Regions from separate parts of the Mus musculus genome. Here regions 2 and 3 are each linked to region 1. Evidence: chromatin contacts called from public Hi-C and HiChIP or PLAC-seq data. All regions are on one chromosome and are shown on one strand. Each heading gives the region's core, a stretch centred on a gene start, on an enhancer-like site or on the middle of the called end of the contact. The rest is flanking DNA. Distances are from core to core; before and after follow the strand shown. Region 1 has its middle 10 kb from the start of Mir23a. Region 2 has its middle 7.9 kb from the start of Gm23626. Region 3 has its middle 46 kb from the start of Gm23626.

Region 1 (2,558 bases), core at 35-2,534:
CCCAGAGGCCCAAGTCTTGGGGACTCTGCAGCTTCCTTCCCATGTGGGGCCCAACAGGCAGGCTGGCCCAGAGTGCAAGATCTGACAGGTTAGGGCAGGAGGGAAAGGAGGCCCACCCCGTTGGGGCCCCAGGGGAGGATTTGGAGTGGCACAGAATTCTCCAACTCTGGGCAAGCCCTGGAAGATGGGAGAGACGGCCTCATGGCCCCCTGAGCACTTTAAATGAGGACAAAAAAGTTAGGTTCTGAGCTTATTAGCCCAGCACTTCAGAAGCTGAGGCAGGAAAATCACAGGTTAAATGTCAACCCGTGCTGCAGAGCGTGATCCTGTCTAGAAGGTAGAAGCAGCAGGGTCAGGAGTTCAAAGCCATCCTTGGGCTATTTGGTGAGTTTGAGGCCAGCTTGGACTCTATGAGACCATGCCTCAAAATTTGAAAGAAAAAGATATATAAAGGCAGAGAATTAGAGAGAGGGAGGGAAAAAGGGAGAGAGACAGACAGAGCACACAAGTCCAAGACCTGTGTACACTCAGGCGTTTACTCAGGCTCAAGCCAACCTCCGGGGGTGCCCTCTCTGTGCCCCTCAGAGACCTCATCAACCTGCCCTCAGATGCAGAGTGCCAACACCTCATCTGTTTTCTGTAGACACTTTATTTTTCATTCCATTTTGCTTTGTTGAGACAGTCTGTGTAGCCCAGGCTCTACTGGTTAAGACTCATGAGCCTCCTGCCTCAGTTTCCCCAACACTGCGATGACAGACCTGCACCATCACACGTGGCCTGGAAACATCCATTCACCAGTGAGTGAACTGATGCTCAGGCAACAACTCGCAGACCCTGGCGACTGCCCTGACCCTCATTATCTGTCCCCTAGCACCAATAGAAGAGCCAGCAGGACCTCAGCTCACTAAACTTAGCTATTAACTTTTTGATCAGGGAAGAAAATGGGGAGGCCTAGAACAGGGTGAGACCATATTGTGTAGGCACACACACACAAAGATACATAGACACACACACACACACCACACACACACAGCTGGTTCTGTCATGCTCTGCCCCACAGGAAGTGGAACATCTTAGATCCCACCAGCACCAGGTTGGTGGAGTGGGGGAGGGCTGTGTCAAGGGACCCTGTTAGGTCTGAAGGTCGCCCCACAGGTCACCCGGGCACACACGTAGAGCGCCCCGGGCCCCATGGCAACGCAGCACAGAGACATCAAACAGGGAGGCCCCACGTCACTGCGGTTAGGGAGGCTCCTCCCCACTGGCTGGCGGCTAGCGCCTCAGGCCGTCAGGCAGCCCGCCTCCTGTCGCCGTGGCGACCGACTGTGTTGTGGACTGTCCCGGGCCCACCAGATCCCTGCCCCCTCGCTGGGGCACTGCCGCTCCCCCGCATCCGGGGAGGGCGCCCAGCTCTGTCATTCAGCTGCCGGTATGGGGCCTAGTGTAGGGCAGTATGGCCTGCAATTTGCCACTTAGAGGGGTCCCCTGGAGATGAACAGTGTTGCCAGAGTCGCTACAGGGTTGGGTTGCCATTCATGGCCCCAAGGTGGGTAGTTACCAGGGCTCTGTTGAGGTGGGTGACACAGTAGTGGCCTCAAGGATAGGTAGCTACCAGTTGGGATAGGTGACACACAGGAGTGGCCCCGGGGATGAGTAGTTACCAGGGCGCTGTTGAGGTGGGTGACACGGAGGTGACCCCAGGATGGGTAGTTACCAGAGCGCTATTGAGGTGGGTGACACACAGGAGTGGCCCCAGGGATGAGTAGTTACCAGGGCCTGTTAGGGTTGGGTTGCCAAGGCGTTCTTGGGTTGGGTGACACAGGAATGGCCTATGGGATAGGTAGTTACCAGGGCGCTGTTGGGGTGGGTGACACAGGAGTGGCCCCAGACCTAGCCCAGCACCAGGGCTAACGTGAAGCCGGGGCAGGGGGAAGGAGGGAGTAAGCGGCTTAAGATGTCAAATTTCGTTGTGGGCGGCCATGAGGCGCTGGAGCGCACAGGGTTAAAGAGCGCCTTTCTCGGGGTCTCCCCTCCTCAACACCCCCTCCCTTCCGGGGGATTTCGGGCCCCAGCCCCTCTGACGTCAGTGGGGTTGCTATGGCAACCGCCCGACTTTCCCAAATAAAATTACTGCGGGCGAGCAAAGTTTCCTGGAGTCGGCTGCGGAGTAAACAATGGCAGGGGCGGGGCTCGGCGAGGGGGTCCCGAGGCTGGAGCTGGGGATCCCTGTCCCAGGCCTCTGGGAGATGGGTCCGGACAAGGGAACTGAGCGGACGCCTGGGCCGCTCCCACGCGTGCACTTCCTGTCGCCGGCTGCCGGAGGAGGTAAAACAAGCGAGCAGGCAACAACCGGAGCAGGGACAGGGAGGACCAGGCCCGCTGTACCCGCCAAACCCATCACCCACGTACTTTTAAGTGATAACCCGTTTCTCACTCCCGGGCCTCACCTAACCTGTAAAATGGGAACAGATTCACTTCCATTGGCTGCTGCCAGGTTCAGGGAGGGACCCCAGGTTTTGGCCAAAGCCAATTAAATGACTTTAGCTCCTGGGCTTGAT
Region 2 (2,558 bases), core at 23-2,522, 190 kb before region 1:
TTTTAAAGTGATACCACAATCAGCTACAATGTATCATTATGTTCCCAGTATAGTTTCACTTCCAGAATTCCTGGGTCAGGATGTGTCCAACCCTTTGCTTCTTAGTTCCAAATACCTACCTAAATCTGTACAAATGTAGCTCGCCAGTCAAAACATCTGACCTTCTCTATTAATATACAATATTAATAAAATTAATTGATATTAATAAATTTGATATTAATAAAATATCACATCCATTAAATATATATTCATATAATATATTAAATTTATGAATGTGATGCAGAGAGTGGAACCCAGAGACTGGAAAATGCCAGGAAGTGTTCTGCTGCCAAATCACACCCCCAGCCCATACTAGGGCTCATACTAGCCCATACTCAGCAGCGGCTCTACCACTGAGCCACACCTCCAACACTACTAAGGGATTCCAGGCAGACTGTTGCTGTGTTCCAGCCTAGTGTGTTCTCGCTGACATGCGTCTCACCCTGCAGATCTTGATTATCTCCCACCCATCCTCCTTCATCTCTATCATATTTATCATTCCAACCAGGAGATCCTGGGTCTTATGGAGAATCAGCTGGAAGAATCAGAATTAGAGACAAAGATTCCTACAGGAAGTCAGCTTTCCTGTCTACCAATGGACTCTCTGATGCCATTTTGCTGGCTTTGATAGCTACAGAAAGTTCGTCGGAGGTTTTATTCCTGGCAAACTTCCCAGAGAGCAGAGTTTATCTAAACTGGCTAATATGTAGCATTTGCAAATAATTATTAATAGATGTTTGCATTCCATTCTTCATGAATGTTGCTGTGGGGCGATTCTCTAATTCAGGGGGGACGTGTTGAGTGTTGAGTGACTCCCGGCCTACCCAGCACTCCCCCGCCCTGTCCTTTTCCTCTGAGTGGATGCTGGCGCTGTCCCTAGCTGCTCACTAGATTCCTCAGGCGAATGTTTGGATTTTCTCCTTCACACATCCATACCCAAACCATGAGCCACGTGCATCTGCTATGTCTTCAGAATAGATCCAGAACTGATTCCCACAGGACCCCCTGGCCTGTGTCCATCCTCTGTCCCCACAGCTGCCTCTTCCCCTTCTCCTCACTTCTTGTCTCCACTCTTCTCTCATGCCCAGGTGGGACTTTGTGCATCCCTGACATCCCTCCCCAGCTCAGGACCCTCAGAGCTGCATGAAAAAGGCCAATGTTCTTCTGCAGTTCAGAAGGCCTCGAATCATTTGCTAAAGCTTCTCTTTGTACTCACCAAGCAAAGTCCTGCCCCGGGCCTCTATGTTTGCTGTCCTCTTGCCCTGTGGGATTCTTTCCACAGATTTCCAATGTCTCCTTGCCTCACTTCCTTCAGCTTCCTACTGGAATGTTTCCTTACCACAGGGGCCTCTTCTAGACTCCACCCCACATTCTTCCGTCACTATTGCCATGTTAACTAATTATGTATTGCTTATTTTTCTAATTTAATTGTAGCTCTTGGTGACCTCATTCTAGACTGTATCACTAGTGTCTAGAACAGCTCATGAATATAGTAGGAATTCAGAAATGGTATGAGATAGCCTCTGGGTATTGTGATAGCCACCAGCATTAGGATAGCTGAGGGCAGAGGCTAGACCAGACTACATAAAAAGCCCAGTTCCAAAGGGGTGGAGCTTCATGGTACAGTACCTGCTTAGAATCCCCCAGCGAAAGGCTGGGGTGTGGGATAGTGTTAGAGTCCTCCAGTGAGAGGTTAGGGGTGTTGGCTGGGCAGGAAAAAACTACCTTTTTTGTGCAAGGTTCTGAGTTCAACCCCTGCCCCCTAGCACTACAAAAACACAGACAAACATACAATGATGCCCTAAACCCACATCAGAGGAGGAGGTATGGAGGAGTAGGGGGTGTAGGAGATGAAAAAGAGACAGAGAAAGCCAGAAGTGCCAGAGAGGTGGACTACATTCAGGGTCTCTGCTCGCTCTTATTCTGAATAATAACAAGAATAGCCTGGTAACTAGTATACAACTGCTCGATGTCTCTCTCGCATTCAGCTGGCAAAGGAAAAAAAAATAGTCATTTGTACTAAGTAAAGGACCCAAGGATATGTTGGAAAGAACAAATCAGCTCCTTCCTGCCCTTCATGACGATCCCTCCAATCCCATCCCCATATCCTGTAGCAGAGCACTCACAGGGGCCTTCCCACCCCCTCCATTTCCCAGGCACACCTCCTAACCCTCCTCTCTGTGGACCCTCTCAGCCCCGCCCCTGGTTTCAGCCTAACCCCATTCCTTTGTGTCAGCCCCAATACCTAGGAATACTTTCTGCTTGGAACCCCAGGGCCATAACTGGAGAACTCAGGTGGAGGATCCGCTTGGAACCCCAGGGCCACACCTGGAGAACTCAGGTGGAGGAGCCACACTATCCTCTCTGATCTCCATTATGATCTGTCCATTCTCACCCTCAGCCCGGAAACAACCCCACCCCAACTCCACTCACTGGAGACTCCAATACTTGGCCTAGTGCCAGCATCCCCCTGGCCCTGTCATCTCTATCTTTCCAGTATATTCTTTGCCTTACAACAA
Region 3 (2,558 bases), core at 30-2,529, 140 kb before region 1:
TGACCAATAGACCCATCGGTGTCACTGCTGCCACCATTCTGTCACCATCACAACCATCATCATCACCACAATCACCAATACCATTATCACTAACCCCACCATCACCACCACCATGACAATCACCATTACTGTAGTACTCACCACCATGACCTTCATCTCACTATGGCCAACATCACCACATCACCATCATGGTGATCCTCATTATCACTGTCCTCACCATTTTCTCCAGAGCAACAGGAATAGTTACAGGCCTAGATCCAGAAAACCAGCATTGGATTCTTTGCTCCTACACTTAAATCCGCTCTGTGCCTTTCAGGAACCCACTTAAGCTCTCCATGCCTCAACTTCACAGTCAGCAGTATGTACATGATAATGTTCAAATTTCCATTCCAGGCTTATGAAAAAGCAACACATGTGTGCCTGGTGTGTAATGCCGCTGCACATGTGTGCCTGGTGTGTGATGAGGCTGTACAGCCTGAGCCCGTGCCGGCACCACTCTCCCTAAGAGTCCATAGAAAGCAGACAGCATGCAAAACTGTGACAGGCCTTCGAAGCACTTAGGAAATCTATTAACAACAAACACAGTGTTAGCTAAATGACGTAATGGCCACTGGAGGGACAGGCTACAAAATTTAAAAGAACAATGAGAAGTTTCCAAAAATGCACAGAAGGAGAGGAAGAGGTGTGGCCCCGGCAAAAGGATACATAAAGCTCTCTTAGAGGCACCACAACTACAGGAGGCTTAGCAAGCACCTGAGGTCTGCCCACATTCTCTCTTTGTCTATGAGAGACTCCTGTTGGATGATCTAATTGTCAGTCAGGGAACAAACAGCAGAGCCTGATGCTGTTCTCTGGATTCAGCCTTCCAGGAACCAAGTAAGGGCAAGACACCAGCTCAAGGGAACAGGCAACGTTTTCCTCCTCGGGGCCCTACAGATGCAAGTCGGGCCTTCTTACTAGCCTGCTATGGGCTCATCTCATTTTACTCCCTTCTTGCTACCAAAGAATACAGACATAAGAAAGAAAACAGATTCCCCAGAGAACCCTGTGTCACAGTTCTCCAAGAAAAACCTCTCCTCAACTGTACATCCCCACCCCTGGCAACAGCATCCTGAGCTCCACCAGGGAGAGGGGAGCACTTATGTTGCTTGTGGTCTCTGGGGCGTGGAGTGGGCAGCAGAGAGTGCTCGCTCCGAGTGTGACAGCCCAAGCTGCACACACAGGCCCTGGCTGGGAGCCATGCCAGCTGGCATCCATCGCCCAGAGAACACCTCTGCCATTTATCCAGCAAGCAAATTACTACTTACATGTTCTGGGCAAAGTCCAATCACATGGCAACTGTGCGGATGAGGGAAATCAAAACAAAGGCAGGTGAAACAGGACAAAGTGGCACACACCTGCAGTCCCAGCACTCAGGAGTCTGAGACAAGAGGATTGCTGTGAGTTTGAAGCCAGCCTGGGCTACAGAGTGAGTTCTAGTCCAGCCTCAGAAACCCTGTATCAAATAAAAACAAGTAAATAGATAACCAAATTATCTTTGTTAGGGTTTCCACTGCTATGAAGAGACACCATGACCAAGGCAACTCTTATAAAGGACAATATTTAACTGGGACTGGCTTACAGTTTCAGAGGTTCAGTCCATTGTCATCATGGTGGGAAGCATGGCAGCATGCAGGCAGACATGGTCCTGGAGGAGCCCAGAGCTCTACATCTTGATCTGAAGGCAGACAGGAGGAGGGCCTCTTCCGTGCTGGGCAGAACTTGAATGCTAGGAAACCTCAAGGCCTGGTTATACAGTGACATACTTCCTCCAACAAGGCCACACCTGCTAATGGTGCCTCTTCCCGTGGGCCAAGCATATTCAAGCCACCACATAAATTCTTTGAAGACGGTGGAACTGTTCCCTTTAATCGAGAAGCAAATACAATCTTCACCCTCTTGGCATGCAGTGGGACTCAGGATGCTTCCTCTCACTTCATCCTTTTTCCCCTCTAGCAAATCATTTTAATACATATTAAAATAGAATTATACACTTTCCTCCATTCCTTTACTCCCTCCAACCCTCTCATTACCCCCTCTCAAATTAATAGCTTGTTTTTCTGTGATCACTATGTTACACAACATATATGCGTATGTCTGTGTGTATGTATGTACATGCAAATATATAAATACAACCTGAGGAGTCCATTCTGTTGTTTATACATGTGGTGTTAGGGCTGACTACTTTGTATTAGATAACCATAAAGAAGGCCATCCCTGGAAACGCTAATTCTCCCTCTGCCTGCAGTCACTAGTTGCTTATAGTTCCTCATCTACGGGTGGGACCCAGTGAAATTTTCCCCTTTCCACATTAGCAGGTTTGGAGGCTTGAATAAAAATGACCTCCATACAGTTATAGGGAGTGGCATTATTAGGAAGTATGGCCTTGCTGGAGTGGGTGTGGCCTTGTTGGAGAAAGTGTGTCTCTGTGGGGGTGGACTTTGAGTTTCAGATGCTCAAGCCAGGCCTGGTGTGACTCAGTCTCCTTCCAGCTGCCTGAGGATCCAAATATAGAACTC

The links. A called contact is a pair of places that touch in the nucleus more often than the background predicts. HiChIP or PLAC-seq counts read pairs in DNA pulled down with a chosen protein or histone mark.
Region 2: a contact with region 1 is called in a FOXA1 HiChIP or PLAC-seq map of pancreatic cancer cells. The contact joins two enhancer-like sites. A contact is called at or near these places in 4 of 115 datasets of contacts at active chromatin or transcription factors (embryonic stem cells, epiblast stem cells and pancreatic cancer cells).
Region 3: a contact with region 1 is called in a Hi-C map of cortical neurons, with 1.9 times the contacts expected there. The contact joins two enhancer-like sites. A contact is called at or near these places in 2 of 39 promoter capture datasets (cranial neural crest and embryonic stem cells), 2 of 15 datasets of contacts at CTCF or cohesin (the NIH/3T3 cell line and large pre-B cells), 11 of 484 Hi-C or Micro-C datasets (the C2C12 cell line, CD8 T cells, the CH12 cell line and 7 more), 7 of 115 datasets of contacts at active chromatin or transcription factors (astrocytes, craniofacial prominence, embryonic stem cells and 2 more) and 2 of 9 other capture datasets (adipose tissue and liver).

What each region holds. Positions count from the first base shown.
Region 1 is chr8:84,197,272-84,199,829 of GRCm38.p6, reverse strand. No RefSeq gene overlaps it. Among named protein-coding and RNA genes, the nearest start is that of Mir23a, 10 kb to the left of the region's middle. Within about 2 kb of position 1,284, at least 432 of the 459 cell types and tissues checked have an H3K27ac peak or open chromatin away from gene starts, as enhancers often do. A contact at or near this core is called in cortical neurons and pancreatic cancer cells, where this site is marked.
Region 2 is chr8:84,387,220-84,389,777 of GRCm38.p6, reverse strand. It overlaps a transcript of Cacna1a not described here. Among named protein-coding and RNA genes, the nearest start is that of Gm23626, 7.9 kb to the right of the region's middle. Within about 2 kb of position 1,272, at least 16 of the 459 cell types and tissues checked have an H3K27ac peak or open chromatin away from gene starts, as enhancers often do. A contact at or near this core is called in pancreatic cancer cells, where this site is marked.
Region 3 is chr8:84,333,237-84,335,794 of GRCm38.p6, reverse strand. No RefSeq gene overlaps it. Among named protein-coding and RNA genes, the nearest start is that of Gm23626, 46 kb to the left of the region's middle. Within about 2 kb of position 1,279, at least 18 of the 459 cell types and tissues checked have an H3K27ac peak or open chromatin away from gene starts, as enhancers often do. A contact at or near this core is called in cortical neurons, where this site is marked.